Regions from separate parts of the Cyprinus carpio genome. Here region 1 is linked to region 2. A link is a contact called in public Hi-C data. All regions are on one chromosome and are shown on one strand. Each heading gives the region's core, a stretch centred on a gene start, on an enhancer-like site or on the middle of the called end of the contact. The rest is flanking DNA. Distances are from core to core; before and after follow the strand shown. Region 1 holds the start of LOC109108812 (myocyte-specific enhancer factor 2A-like). Region 2 overlaps LOC109108812 (myocyte-specific enhancer factor 2A-like).

Region 1 (7,325 bases), core at 4,339-6,838, 79 kb after region 2:
CAACAAGTCGAGACATTGTGGCTTACTTTAGTTTCGGTTTTATCAATTTAATATCTTTATCAATATAAAATATTGATAAATATTTGAATTGTTAAATAAATATAATTGACATGACTAAAACATTCTGTGAATGTCAAATTGGCATATCATTTTGTAATGTTGCATTTCTAAGGCGAGTCTAAGGCATTTTACCGATAACTAAATTGCGGGCTGCAGGGCCATTAACAGAGGCATGTGTAATCTTACAAGCACAAGTACTACACTCTCTGCCTCTGGATGATTAGGCTGTAAGTAAATAAAGTTAATATTTTAAACAAGCATTTATTAAGTTGATACCAAATTATTTTTTCAGTACAATCTGTTTCAAATTTCATAACGTGAAACATTATTAGTCTAGATTGTTTTTTTTGTTTTTTTTTAACTAATAACTTGGAATGACCCGACTGTTGGTTAACGGCAAAACTAAACATAAATGAAATTTAAATTATATTTAATTTAATAACTTTATTGCAGTAATGACCTTGCAGACAAGTCACAATCATGTAACACACAATAGTTAGACCTCTTACTAGTTTGTAACAAGACCCTGTGACCTCAAGAATAACATTTAATCACAAGTAAAATTAATATGCTATTATAATATAATTTATGGCATATAATTGATGGCAACTTGTCTCAGTTTATTCACTAATATACAGTATGAGAGACTCCAATAAACCATGCGATGCTTCATCAAAGTAATACTTCGTGCTCTAACTGGTGTCAGCTATCCAAAGCTCTGCAAGAGACCAGCACCATCTAGATTTCAGAGAGAAAACTATCTGCAATCACTTCCAAATTTCAAAATCATTCTCAAAGTTAGGCATAATAGAAGAACAATAACTTTCCCTAATATTCATAAAGTGGTTGGACGTGCTTTAGATGGCTTTGGAGGTAATATCTTACAATTTAACCTTGTTGACTGTGCATGTTTTAATGTGCCTTAGAATGTAAAACATTTACTAATCCCAAATTACAGTGTCTGAATTACAATAAATTAATATATCCAGCTGTCTCTGTTAGTTTGGGTGTTTTAAACAAATGTTTCGTCCAAAAAGCAAGATCAAATGCAATAAATATCTGTCTTGCAACTTCAACCTGCCAGCCCACATATTCAGAGACAAAAGAAAGTAAGAAAACATTATGTCACAGGGGTCCTGAAGTTGATCCTGCCCCGTTCTAAAGTTCTGAACCTCAGCAGGTGACCCTCTTCAACCACTGACACTACCTGAGTATTCAGAAGCGAAAGCTTAACGGTTTGCAAAGTTTATAGAAATAAATTCGAACTTTACAGTAAATATCTCCATATCTGCTGGTTTTCTTGAATAATAGATGTCTCTTTTAATCGCCCCTCCAAAAAATGTTAACACCGCCCGGATAATGATGCGAGACTAGAGCGCAACATTTGCCAAGTGTCAAAGTGGACTGAACCCAAAAAAAAACGCACGAGCTCTTCTTCACAGAGAATTGCGAGCACAAAACATTGTTGTCCTTCAGTCTGGAGCTCGCGAGTCGTACCAAACACATCCAGACGTATTGCCGAGCACTGAGACACACATATTTCAAACATATTTAGCTCCCCAAACGAACTGTAACGCGTTTAATTCGCGGTCATCCAGTCTCACTCCACGACTCCCTCCTCTCTCTCGACTTCGCTGCTGTGTAACATTGTTGCTATTTTTGCGACTCACCTTTTCTTCTTCGCGGTCCCCCTCGCTGTATATAGATACTGTGTATCAGTGACTCCCGTGGATACACTGTGACATAAATGTTTTTTCAGTCACATTGACACACGGCTTCTATTTTCGGGAGCTGAGCTGACAAACTCAGAAGCAGCAGCAGTCGCTCTTGTCACAACATAAGCTCCTCCCCCAATATGACGAACACTGGACGGAGTCAATCTCCTACGGCAAGCCCTTTTAACATATATTCTTAAAAACTGAATAGTGTCTATCGTCTCATTGGTGTAACTTTTTTTTTTTTTTTTTTTTTTTTTTTTAAGATTTGAAATAGGGACTAGGTTCTTTTTCAGTTTTACTAGTAACTATTCTTTAGTCACAGATAGGTCTAATAATGATTAATTAATAACTATAGGCCTATCAAGTTACTGGAATCTATAGCTCTACTAGTAGCCTACTTATTTATTTGATAGTAGGCCTACTGTACCTATTTTTAAGACACAACTAGTCACTACTATCTCAACTGCATTTTTATTTATATTATATGTAATGACCAGTCAAACAGACTACTTTATAGATGATAAATCTTATTATTAAAGTCAGAAATCAGAATTATCACAATGTGTCTAATAAATAGGTACATTTATTTGTTACTAGGAATACTAGTAGGAATAGGCTACTATAAAACCTGAATACTAGTAGGTCAAACTATCAGAATAACTAAGCTACAAGTACTTAAAGATGTAATTTTAGTCAAACAGATTACTTCATATACTAATTAGATTCTTAAAAGTAAAATTGGACATTTTATAATTATCAGAATGCATATTAATGTCTAATAAATAGGTACTAATGTCTCAATTTCTATCGGTAAAATTGAAATACTAGTAGGCTTAAATACTGGAGTAACTAAGACGTGCTAGTCCGTAAAGTATCTACTTACAAATAAAACTGGAAAAGGTACCACCAATAACTTGAAAAGAGAGGCTACTAGTCAGTCATTCTAAACCACAGATCTCCATATAGTTAAATGAAAAAAGCGAATCAGATTCAGGATAGTGGATAGTGGGGGGGGGACTTGTCACTATTGGATTACTTTGTAGAAATTAGCATGCTGTGTATTGTTTATACCTATTTATTTTTACTCACTTATTTCTATTTTGTTATCATTGTCTAGTCAGTTGTCAGCCTGTCTGTGCACTGGAAGCTTCTGTCACCAAGATAAAAAATGTTGTGTGTGTAAGCACATTTAGCAATGAAGCTCTTTCTGAAAGCTCTAATTCTATATTTGGTCTTAAGGAATAATTGTAACTTGGGCTTGCCATAAAAAATGCCGCCTCCTCGTCCTCCACCACCTCCTACTCTACTCGTGTCTCATCTCCAGTTTAAAAACAAATATGAAAAACTCAAGAATAGCGAGTTAAACATGATGAAAACAACACGAAAGAAGTCCGACACTGTGTTTTTGTCAAAGGTAAAAGGCGGCAAAGCAAGTGAGCGCGCGGCATGAGGCGAAAAAGAGAGGAAACGGCTCCCTAACCGCCACATCATGACATCACTGCGTTTAACAGTTTGAGAAAGCGAGGAAACAACCCGGATAGCCAAGTATAGGCTATGTGTATGTCATCGAATCGAGGAAGTGACAGTTAAAGCACCATTCCGAAAAAGTTAACAAAGACGGCACTGTTGAGTAAAATCATCAACAGCAACGATTAGTGGCTGGTTGCTAAAAGCCCGTTACATCCAGAGCAATTTTAATATTTATTACGGTTGTTAGAAAGGCACTACCTTAGATACGATTGACGTAAGTTCTATAAAACAACAGTAACAATAGGGTCAGTGCTTTTGAAGTGACATATTTCCCATCCAATCCAATCCCTCAGCGGCTTGTCAGTGACCAATCAGAGAAAAGAGGTTGGCTGCGTTTTACGTTGCATGTGGCAGTGTCACGTGTAGATGTAGGATCTGTGTAAGAGGTGTGGTACTGAACATGAGCTGTTTTTGCTGGGACTTAAAGGGAATTTGTGCTAACACCGTTTTACCACATGTGAAATGGGACATACAGGACATCAAAGGAATTACAACATGTTAAAACAATACAAAACAGTTATACAAGGACCAATAAATAAAACAAACCACAATCAGTTTTCAGAGGCCTTTGTAAATGATTTACATTTTTCAAAATTTAGTTTGTTTTCATTTGAAACACTACATTACAACACTAAATCATATTACTAAAATACAGCAAGAGTGTCATCACTTATAATACGCAGTATTAACTTTTGTAACAATGCAGACAAATTCAGGTGATTACTAACACACACTGACTGACCTCATTATCCAGTGTTTTAAGCACTTTGAGCTTCAAATTGCACCTGGACATAAATATAAGCAATCATCATGGATTCACACAACAATCAAAACTGGCAGCTTAGCCACTTTACAGTATATTTCATCTTTAGAATTTTTTTTGCACTTTGAGTAAACAGTTGGCAGCATGAATATAATTTATTGTCATTTTAGCAGAATTTTAGATTGTCAAGATAAAATAACACTTTCCTTGCTGATCCTTCCTAACAATGCCTGAAAATGTAAAACTGTAAAAGTACTTCATTATATCGGTTTCTTAAGACAAGGACATGTGCCACTTGAAATAAAAATACAACAGAACAATAGAAATATTACAATAGAAAATATAGCTATAGAATCCACAGCAAACTCATACTGCATTAAGTAATCCCTGGAAAAAGGCTACGGATATTGATGAAATCCCTGATTATGTGCTCTCTGTGACTTCACATTTTTTCACATTCTATTTGAAGCCTTGTAAAGCTGGAGCTGTACATAAAAATAGTTCCATCCGGGCTAGGCACATACTCTGGATCCCCTGTGCAAACACCCATGGGCACCAGAACCCTAACAAACCATACTGAACACCCAGCCTCCTGTGATCTAGAGATTAGCTAAAAAGAAACACTTTTTTCCAGTTTAGTGTTTAATCAGCTGTAACTAAAAATACAGTAGATAATGACCAGTAAGCAGAGTAAAAAGATTCTAAAATGCAAAAGTTATGTTTGTAGCAATAAAAAAAAAAAAAAAACAACAACTGAGGTCTTGATCAGATTTACTCAACATAGTAAAATGTGGTGCAGCAAACAACTAACACTGAAATATTACTCTGCATTTCATATACTTCAATACTGAATAAAAAGAAGCTGAAGACGTTTGAGAGATTCACAGTTTCTGTTTTATTCAAGTAAAATGAAAGTGGTGCAATCCTGCAAAAAAGTTACAACTTCAAGCATAATTATTATGAAGAAAACAAAAAAAAAAAAAGTTAAAAGTTAAAAGATGTACAAAGATATATATACACACACACACACACACACACACACACACACACACACACACACAATATATATATATATATATACTGTACTTTTTTTAAATAGCTTTTTCTGTATAATCATGCATTAATTTGAAGTGTGATTTTTCTGCTTGCATTGTTCCATAACTTACCAATTACAAGCAGCCAAGTCTTGTATACAATGGATCTACCCCATTGCCCCTCCCCATCTGTGAATGGCTGTGTAGCTCACCTGTTTCTTGTGATGATTGATTACTTTCACAGAACCTGCTGCTAAGGCTTTCCTCAGGTATCTTTCTCAGGTGTGCCACTCTTACTTTCTTAATTTCCCTTGTATTACTTTAATTTTCTCTCTCTTTCTCTGTCTCTCTTTTTGTCTGCCTTCCTCTCTCACGTTCTCTCTCTGTTTTGCTTTCTGTCTCCCTTGCTTTCCTCAAATCCAGACCAGCTGGCTTTGGACGGCTTTCTTCTTGCCCCTGTGAGGCCTGACTTCACACTCTCATCCCTGGGTCTTTCTGCCGGAAGGGAGCTGGGTGACAGAAGTTTGAAGGGTAGGATCCCAGATGGACGCTGACATGCTGGGCATGCGTGTATGTGACAGGGCTTGGCTCAGGGGAGTGGTGGACCAGCCGCAGCTGTCACTCACCAATACCAAGGGTGTTAGATGTGTTTTCTGTTGTTATTATTATTAATAAAAGTGAAAAAATGTGCTGATCAGAGAACAACAATGCCTGACTGTTCACAAGAGATGGAAGAAAGAAGAAAGCAAAGACACAGAATTCCCTGTTGTTTCGCTTTCTCATAATAAAGCCTTGCCAGTGCTCCCACCAATACTTCAAAGTGTCATTTTACTCGCCAATAGAAGTCATCCAAACATGAACCATTAAAATTTGAGCAAAATTTCAATAGTATATTGCCATAAAGTTTTGGGTTCAACAGAATAGTGAAAAATAAGCCAGCTGAAGCACTTAGATTTCCCTGTCAGCTGAAGTTAAAGTTTTGTATTGATGGGTCATTAAGACCTAGAGAATTGCAGTGGGGTTTATAAAGCATACTCAAATAGAAGACAGCTGACATTTTCAGCATTGTTCCCAACCACAAATAGCTCCAGTCCAGACTGCTTAGATACTACGCCACCAATTAAATAAAGGATTTTATAATATTACTCATATTATAACATATTAGAGCACCATAGTCAAGTTAGAGTTTCTGTCTGAACTTTCTTTTTGAAGAACAACGGGCTCATTGGACTCATAAACACACTGAAGGTCATCGTTTTGACAGCAGATTCTTGATTAAAACATCATTACAATAAAAACTAGACAGAACTAAACAAGCCAAAGTTCTTCAAATATCCCGCTCATTTTCCACAGTTCCCAGCTCATGCACAGAAATGGTTCCTCAATGTTAAGTATAATCTGACCTTTCAAAAATATTGAAAACAATAAGTTATTCATATATTAAGTGAAAGAGCATCTTGATACAATACGTTACCACTTGTTAATGCACTATAGGTATCATGAACTAGAAACACTTTTATAGCATATATGAACTTAGGTTAATATTAAATTCTATAAACTAATACAGGATTTCAAGTTAAACAAACTAACAAATTAATATTAGTTATTATAAATTAACCTGACTGAGTAATGAAAAATAGTTTAAATGTACATGACCTGTTCGTTGTTAATTCATGATACATAATGCATTTAATGGTATGAACTGAACCATATAGCGAAGTGTTAATAATAACGCTCTTTTTCACACTTTTTTTTTTTTAAACGATCTTTACCACAGCAGACAGAGCCTATAAAGGTAGGATGACAAAATAGAGGAAATGGAATAGCACAAATGTACATCAGTATGTATCTGTGCAGATTGAGTCTGTGCATTAGATAACTTTGCAGAGGCTCTAAAAATACCCTGTGTCTTACAGTCTGGCTCTGTTCTCTCATTAACGCACATAATTAACACTGAGCATGCCCTGCCATCACTGAGTAGCGCAGCACCGCACACAACTGTCACATACTCATGCATCTATGTAACATATCTAATCAAAACATCAGAAGTTTTCACCAACTACTTTTTCTCCTTTTGTTCACTCTAAAGTAACTAATATCTGAGCTTGTAATTATACACCTGACACTCTCACAACTTATTTTCCATTTTTTACCTCACAACTTAGAAATGTAGTAGGCTAGCGCATCCTTCAAATCGTCTGGGTTTCAACGACTTACAGA
Region 2 (6,712 bases), core at 653-3,152:
CCTTTAAGTAACTGCCATATATAAAAGCTCTTTCGAGAAACATTCTTTTGACACACAAACAGGGCTTTAAATTGTTCCTCAACAGCCTTTAATTCTTCAGTATCAATGAAGGAAGATGTGCAGATTCTAGGCACGCTGCATAACAAAGATACAACTCGTTTTTAGAAGAGAAGGTCCTTAACGGCCAAAAAGCACATCTACTAAAAAATGAATTTTGGATTGCGTCAAAGATCGGCTCATCAGATTACTAATTGGTGCTCATCAGAACACAAATGTTTTATTTCTGGAACCATTATGTTTGCATCTCTTCCTCTTTGTGCATGATCACGCATTGTGAACTTTGGCGTAATCTGCAAGCTGAGAACTTGCTCTTGTTAGCTTGAATAAGGTGTCTTTATCACATCAGCTCGTAGTGCCAAATCTATTGCTGTGCACTAATTGAATGTGTGGGATCTGCTCTTCTAATGTATCAGCCACATGTCATGTCATCCCATGACAAAAGCACATATAACAAGACTTCAGATCGTTTCACTTTTAATTAAATTAAATTGCCAAACCGTCAACTTAGTTGCATGAACATATTGAATATATGGCATTTTATCTCTTTAATACTTAACACTCCAGTATTATCAGAAAACACAAGGTCCTAACATGTTACCTTCTCATGGTTATCCAATTAACCAGATGATTAAACTTTATTTATATTCATTTGAATTATTAATGTTGATGAATTAAGAATAATTTAAATGATATATACAATAATAAAAAAAACATTAATAATGAGAACAATTTATATATAAAAATACAACACGTATTATATAAAATGTAATAATATAAATATATAGATAAATATACAATTATCTAATAAAGTAAAAAAAAAAAAAAAAAGTAAAATCCATCAATGACATTTTGTCTGCTTAAGTCTGGGTCTAGATCGATTTGAAAAATTCACAATGTGGGAAGAGATTTTTTTCTTTTTTGTGTCAATATAAAATAAAACAGTGGCAATGATTTGTAAGTCAACAACGGGATCTGAGTAATTTGAGAGAAACTAGGCCTTCTGTTCCCTGCAAAAGTCAACAGCAAAATAAAATCTGAAACGAAGATGATCCGAAACCAAACATTCTGCTGGAATCGTGCTGAGCTGCCATATCAGAGAACTCTGAGAGGAAACTAAGCCATTTTGTTTCACAGTACTGATGATTCATCCTGACCTCCAGCAACTGTACATAGTTAGGTAACACCGAATCGCTTCAAAAGAGAAAGAATTGTGCTACAACACGAGCCTGATATTTCACGAACAAAAAGATTCATTTGCACCCCAGTTGGGCATGTCAGCATGATGAAAAAGCTTTCTTTCCCCAAAGAGGAGAGCCGGTGTATGTGCTTGGATTAACTCTTGGATCCTCTGCACCATTCCTTTGGCTTAACTGGTGATCAGAGCATTGCGCTTAACTCGTTCAGGCAATATGAGGTCGCTCTACACAGGGGAGAGGGTAGAAGAAGAGTGCTGTGAGCCGCATTCCTGCAGGCTCTGCTCTGAGATGTCCCTGCTCCCTAGTGCCTTCTGCTTGTGAAAAATCAGAAGTATGCAAGGAATTGCCATCTGACAGGAGCACTGAAGTGGTTCCTCTCCAAGGCAGCCACGCTGGCCGAGGCTGTTTGGAACAAACAACAGCTGCGCTATGTGATCAGAGATCCAAAGTGCTACGTGACCACAGAGCCAAAGGCTTGAGACCTCTGGGCACACACTCCTCGCCACACCCTGTAATGCCACTGTCAACTAAGCACTGTACGTCCAGTACCTTAAATCTCCTCAGATACTCTGGGCTGGGCCATCATTTCCTGAATGAAAATAAATTTAACTTCAATTGCATTATTTATGGGTAATTAATAAACAAATTACACAATATAAAGGTATATTCATCAATAACAGACCTAAATATTCTTAACATTTCTCAAAACTAGAGTAAAAACTAGTTGCGGATTCTAGCATTCGAGATGACAGCAAAGACGGGAGTGTTCCCATGGGCAGCACAGGGCACCGCATAGATTCGCACACTCCATTTCTCTATCACTCATCTGCGACAGTTTCACGGGACTGTGCTCACACTCTCTGAGCTATATTTCGCTTCCCCCTCTTACTTCTGCTGCTAACTGTCTGCCTATGGGAAAAGTCTTTGCACCCGCTCAAAGTCAGTACAAGTTAAAATTATCGAGTAAACTTATCAAGCACCTTCATATGATAGATAGATAGATAGATAGATAGATAGATAGATAGATAGATAGATAGATAGATAGATAGATAGATAGATAGATAGATAGATAGATAGATAGATTTTACATTTTTATTTATATAAATAATTTTCCCAATTCTCTCATTTATTATATAATGCAATATGTTGTATTATTTCCTAAAATATTTCATTAAAATATATGAATATAACTTTTAAAACAAAGTGTAAATTTTTTGCTTATGTCTTTTTTACCAAACCTTGATGGCGGCATAGCCAAGTTAACATTCCTTCAAAATATTGAATTCCAATTTAAATGGTGTAGATATTTTTGCATTACGATATAGCATTAATAGGCTAACCCCCGGGTGTCATTTATATCTAGCAACATCCTTGTTTCAAATCTCTAAATATTGATTCTACAGAGATACGCTACTGTCGCAAAGGGACTATGCTAGTGGGGACTGGCTCATAAATGTCTGACAATTATTAAAAGACTGATGAGAGGCATCAGGCACATAATAGCAATGAATTCTACTCTATGTTACTGAAAAAGTACTCTGAGGTATTCATTACCAAAAAGCTCTGAGTGTTATACTGTAGATGATCTCATAGGAGACTCAAAAAACAATATTATCTCCCACTGTGTACATCCAATCAAGTGAGTATCGGACACTTAACACTCAGTTAGCACAAATGTCTGTGTGTGTGTGTAGTGTAGTGAAGTTGGCAAAAAGATGGTTAAATACCACCTGCCTCTGCCTCTCACTGCCACAGACTGCTTATGACAGGTTGCCTGGTCATTGTGCACAACAGTCTTAGAGGGATGTCATGGTCCAAATGCTTGCCGGGTTCTGCTGGGTCAGGTATGTAGCAAGCTTACGCCAGCCGTATAAGGACTGCTACAGTACCAGGAAAACAGATGCACCTGTCAATAGGGGGAAGGAAACTCGAGGGGGCCGGGAGGGATGGAGGAAGGGGGCCTTAAAGGAAATGCTGAGTTTATTTACCTGCCTGTCTGAATCAGCTGCTGAAACACAGTTAACCGTTTCTTGCACAGAGACAGACACATACACAGACAGAACGGAACTTCTTGCTGAGCTGCACCTGCACTACGTCTAATGATGCTGCTGATGATTACCTTATAGTAATAACTTTCAAAGTTTTCCAGAAAAAAAGAAAAACTTTTCAAGATCATGTGAGAGAGCATGAATCTCGCCGCCTGTTGTTCCAGCAGTCATGCTCTTGTGCTTGGGTGTTTTGTAATGTTGAAAAAGTAGCCCTAGTCTTTCGATGACATAGACAAAGAGGCCCACTAGAGTACGGAGGCAACCCTTGTATTTGTAACTGTCAGGGAGGAACAGTTGGACACATGACCTTGTGTGCGTCCTTGGTGACTTGACAGTGTGTGTACACACAAGCAGCGGGGCAGAGATGCTTGCAGCTGCCGCCATTTTCCGTCATCACATGACTGTTTACACCCGCTCTATCAAACGCCCAAACCCACAAATCAGCTCTGGCACAACTTAATGCTCTTCCATCTGGGGGGAAAATGCGGCTCAGAGGCCTGTGTCACAACCTCTGAGGTTTTCTGTGAATGATAATTGTAACATGCAATTTTTTTTTTCATGAGAAGCCATAGAAAAACCCTTGATAATATCCTTTTTATGTCCTCATAAAGGGCAGAGACACTTCAACATCCATCACTGGCTCATAACGGTTTGGCCTAGATTTCCAAATATCAGGAGAGAGAAGGGGGTGGTGTTCTCTACTGTAACATGCCAGCTTTACTCTAAGCAGAGGAGATGTGATTGAGGGAGACCCGCTTATCCGGTGGCATGGATAGCAGCTGTAAAGATGGTGCTACTCCAATAGGATAAAGAAAGAGGGCGACATACGTCCTGAAAATGATATCCCCTATTACAAATCAACCATATCAATCATAAAAACATGAAGCAGATTCAGAAACCCCTGCGACGCGAAACATCTATTGACACAGGAGCTGATGCAGTCACCCCAGAGGACTTACCCGCAGGGCTGGAGCCGACACCGCTCGGCATTGTGAGCTCTGTGAGGGCCCCCAGCATGTCACCTAATGAGACGCACAAAATGAGATGATTAACCATCTGCATCTTTTATCTCCAAGTGTGCGGGTACATGTGTGTGACAGGCCAGCCTTCACACGCAGCGTTCTGCTCCCTTTAGGGTGTCAAACACATTTCAATGTTGCAGAATTTTAAAGAGCGAAAGTGCTAACCTGCTAAAGCAAGAATCACTATTGCTCATACTGAACAAAACCTTAATTCTAAGTATTAAACTTTGGGATGTATTGTACTACGGACATGAATGATTACTCAAATCATGTGGCTTGTTGAGCAGAAGGGTGATATTATTTATCTAAGGAATCTGACAATAAAATCTATGAGGGGAAAACGTATTACACTGAAGGAAAGACCCGGGTCATGAATAGAGACAATATCATACAGACTTTAAGCTGGGCCAGTCAACAATCACCCAGAACACAGGCATGGGGGATAAAAAGGTATCGATATTTATCGACGGTACAGCTTCTTCGATGTCGATATAAAAAATGTTTGATATAGCAGACAATATAGGCACGTGCTTTGAGTGACGCAGACAGCACACACAAACACGAACACATGCTGAAATGAGTGCTGTTCCTGCCTGCTGCGTTATTCATTCAAAATATTAGAGGAGTATAGAAGCTCAATGCGGAGAAGATCTTGATCAAGGTTAAAACCGAAACCAAGCCATTCACACAGAACATATATTCAGTGCAATATGACTGTTGCACTCGCGTCTCACACAAGAGATGTACAGAGGGCCATGCAAAGTTAAAACAGTTTAAACTTTTAGAAAACACATCACAAATTTGTGGAGGTTTATTCCTTTTCATTGCATTTTTAAATGCAATCTGTGTGAATGGCGCTTCGGCTCTTTGGATTAAGCAATGCATAAATACATGATGCTGTTTTGTTCATAATTGTTTATGCAATTTACGAAATTATATTTGATTTTTATGAGTTAATTTACAAGTAATGCACGAGTTACTTCCTTGCGTTGACAATTTAAATGCGCTGCATTATTTTGCTTATTATTATTTTGACCTCAAAGAAACTAACAGATTAGCGTCAAAGCATAGAAATGTGAATATAAACAAATCTGACAAATACAAAACAAATAGCCCATTACACAAGATAATCTCAATCAAATCTTGCCATCGTGATTTCAAGCAATATTTGTACTGATGAGTACAACCTCCAGAGAGCATGTGCTGGCCTGTGGAGGGTGAGCGTTTGGGTATTGCTGAGGTCAGTAATGGGTGTTGTTGGAACATCAAACATTATTCTGCAGCGATGCAGTGCAGCAGTGTTTTTGCACTTTACTATGATCATGCCTCCCTCCTACATAGCAACAGAGATAAAAGGATGACTAATGTGTCCAGTGCAGAAAAACATGCATTTAACTCTCGTGCTATAACTTGAAGACATATAAGTTGCACAAAGGCCAAATGCAAAACAGCTATTTATGGATTTTCAGGTTGCAAGGTTCCTCATAAAGGTTCAGAATAAATGTAAAAAGCTTTCTGTTGCATCTATTGTAACAGAAAAATGTTTATGAAACACATTAACTGTAATTGTATCCACTTTTTGTATGACAGTCATTCTGTCTGTCTGCCTGTCTGTCTCTCACTGTTCACACTAGGGCTGGTGCGGCCCAGCCACAGAGCCCACTGCTGTCAGACCAGCTTAAAGATCAGATGGTATTAAAGCCTGCTGTCGTCATGGAGACCACTAACTGATCTCACTTTCTTTTCCACTTGTGCTAGTGCTAAGAAGGTGTGAAACACAAAAAGCATAACAAGAAACATATAGATGTCTGTACATAGCAGCTGGGAAACAACATTACTGTTCCATTACTACATATTTTTTCAATATGAGATGTAGAAAAAACAACATCTGTATTGAATTTTCAAAGCAAAGCAATATGACAGAAAACACATCTCTTGATTCATAAGCCATTACAATCCCACAATCCTGTGACCGTGCAGAACCTGCCACACTTTTGCTAGAAGAAATAAAAAACGTTGAGGGAATAGCACTAACCTGCGCTGCCTGTGCTGGGGGGCCTCTGTGGGGGCCCGGCAGACACTAAGTTTCTGTGCAGGGAACCCTGAGGAGGAGACAGCATGGCACCGTCACTCAGAGAGGCAGTAGCGGCCGACAGGCTCTGGCTGCTTAGAGAGGCCCCGTGGTTGTAGGACATGGCGTTGGGGTTTGTCACTGGCACAGCCACATGCATGGAGAAGTTCTGCGGGGGCAAGGCCGTCGGCTGGAAGAGAGACACACAAATATGGCTTTATGTGGGAGGCATCAAAGACTCTTAAAGCAACCTGTCATGCTTATATTTCATTTAAATATACCAGTATCAAAATTGACATTCACACAGATATTAAA

What was found. Hi-C and Micro-C count contacts between places; a contact is called where the count stands out from the background.
Region 1: a Hi-C map of skeletal muscle shows a contact between it and region 2, with 2.4 times the contacts expected there. The contact joins the promoter of LOC109108812 here to the enhancer-like site in region 2. A contact is called at or near these places in 3 of 8 Hi-C or Micro-C datasets (liver, red blood cells and skeletal muscle).

What each region holds. Positions count from the first base shown.
Region 1 is chrA18:18,162,290-18,169,614 of ASM1834038v1, forward strand. It overlaps LOC109108812 (myocyte-specific enhancer factor 2A-like), which reads right to left and starts at 5,589. Exons shown (of 12, transcript XM_042775194.1): 1 at 5,318-5,589.
Region 2 is chrA18:18,087,454-18,094,165 of ASM1834038v1, forward strand. LOC109108812 (myocyte-specific enhancer factor 2A-like) reads right to left here. Exons shown (of 12, transcript XM_042775194.1): 7 at 6,362-6,587. Among protein-coding and RNA genes, the nearest start is that of LOC109054899, 18 kb to the left of the region's middle. Within about 2 kb of position 1,903, at least 1 of the 8 cell types and tissues checked has an H3K27ac peak or open chromatin away from gene starts, as enhancers often do. A contact at or near this core is called in skeletal muscle, where this site is marked.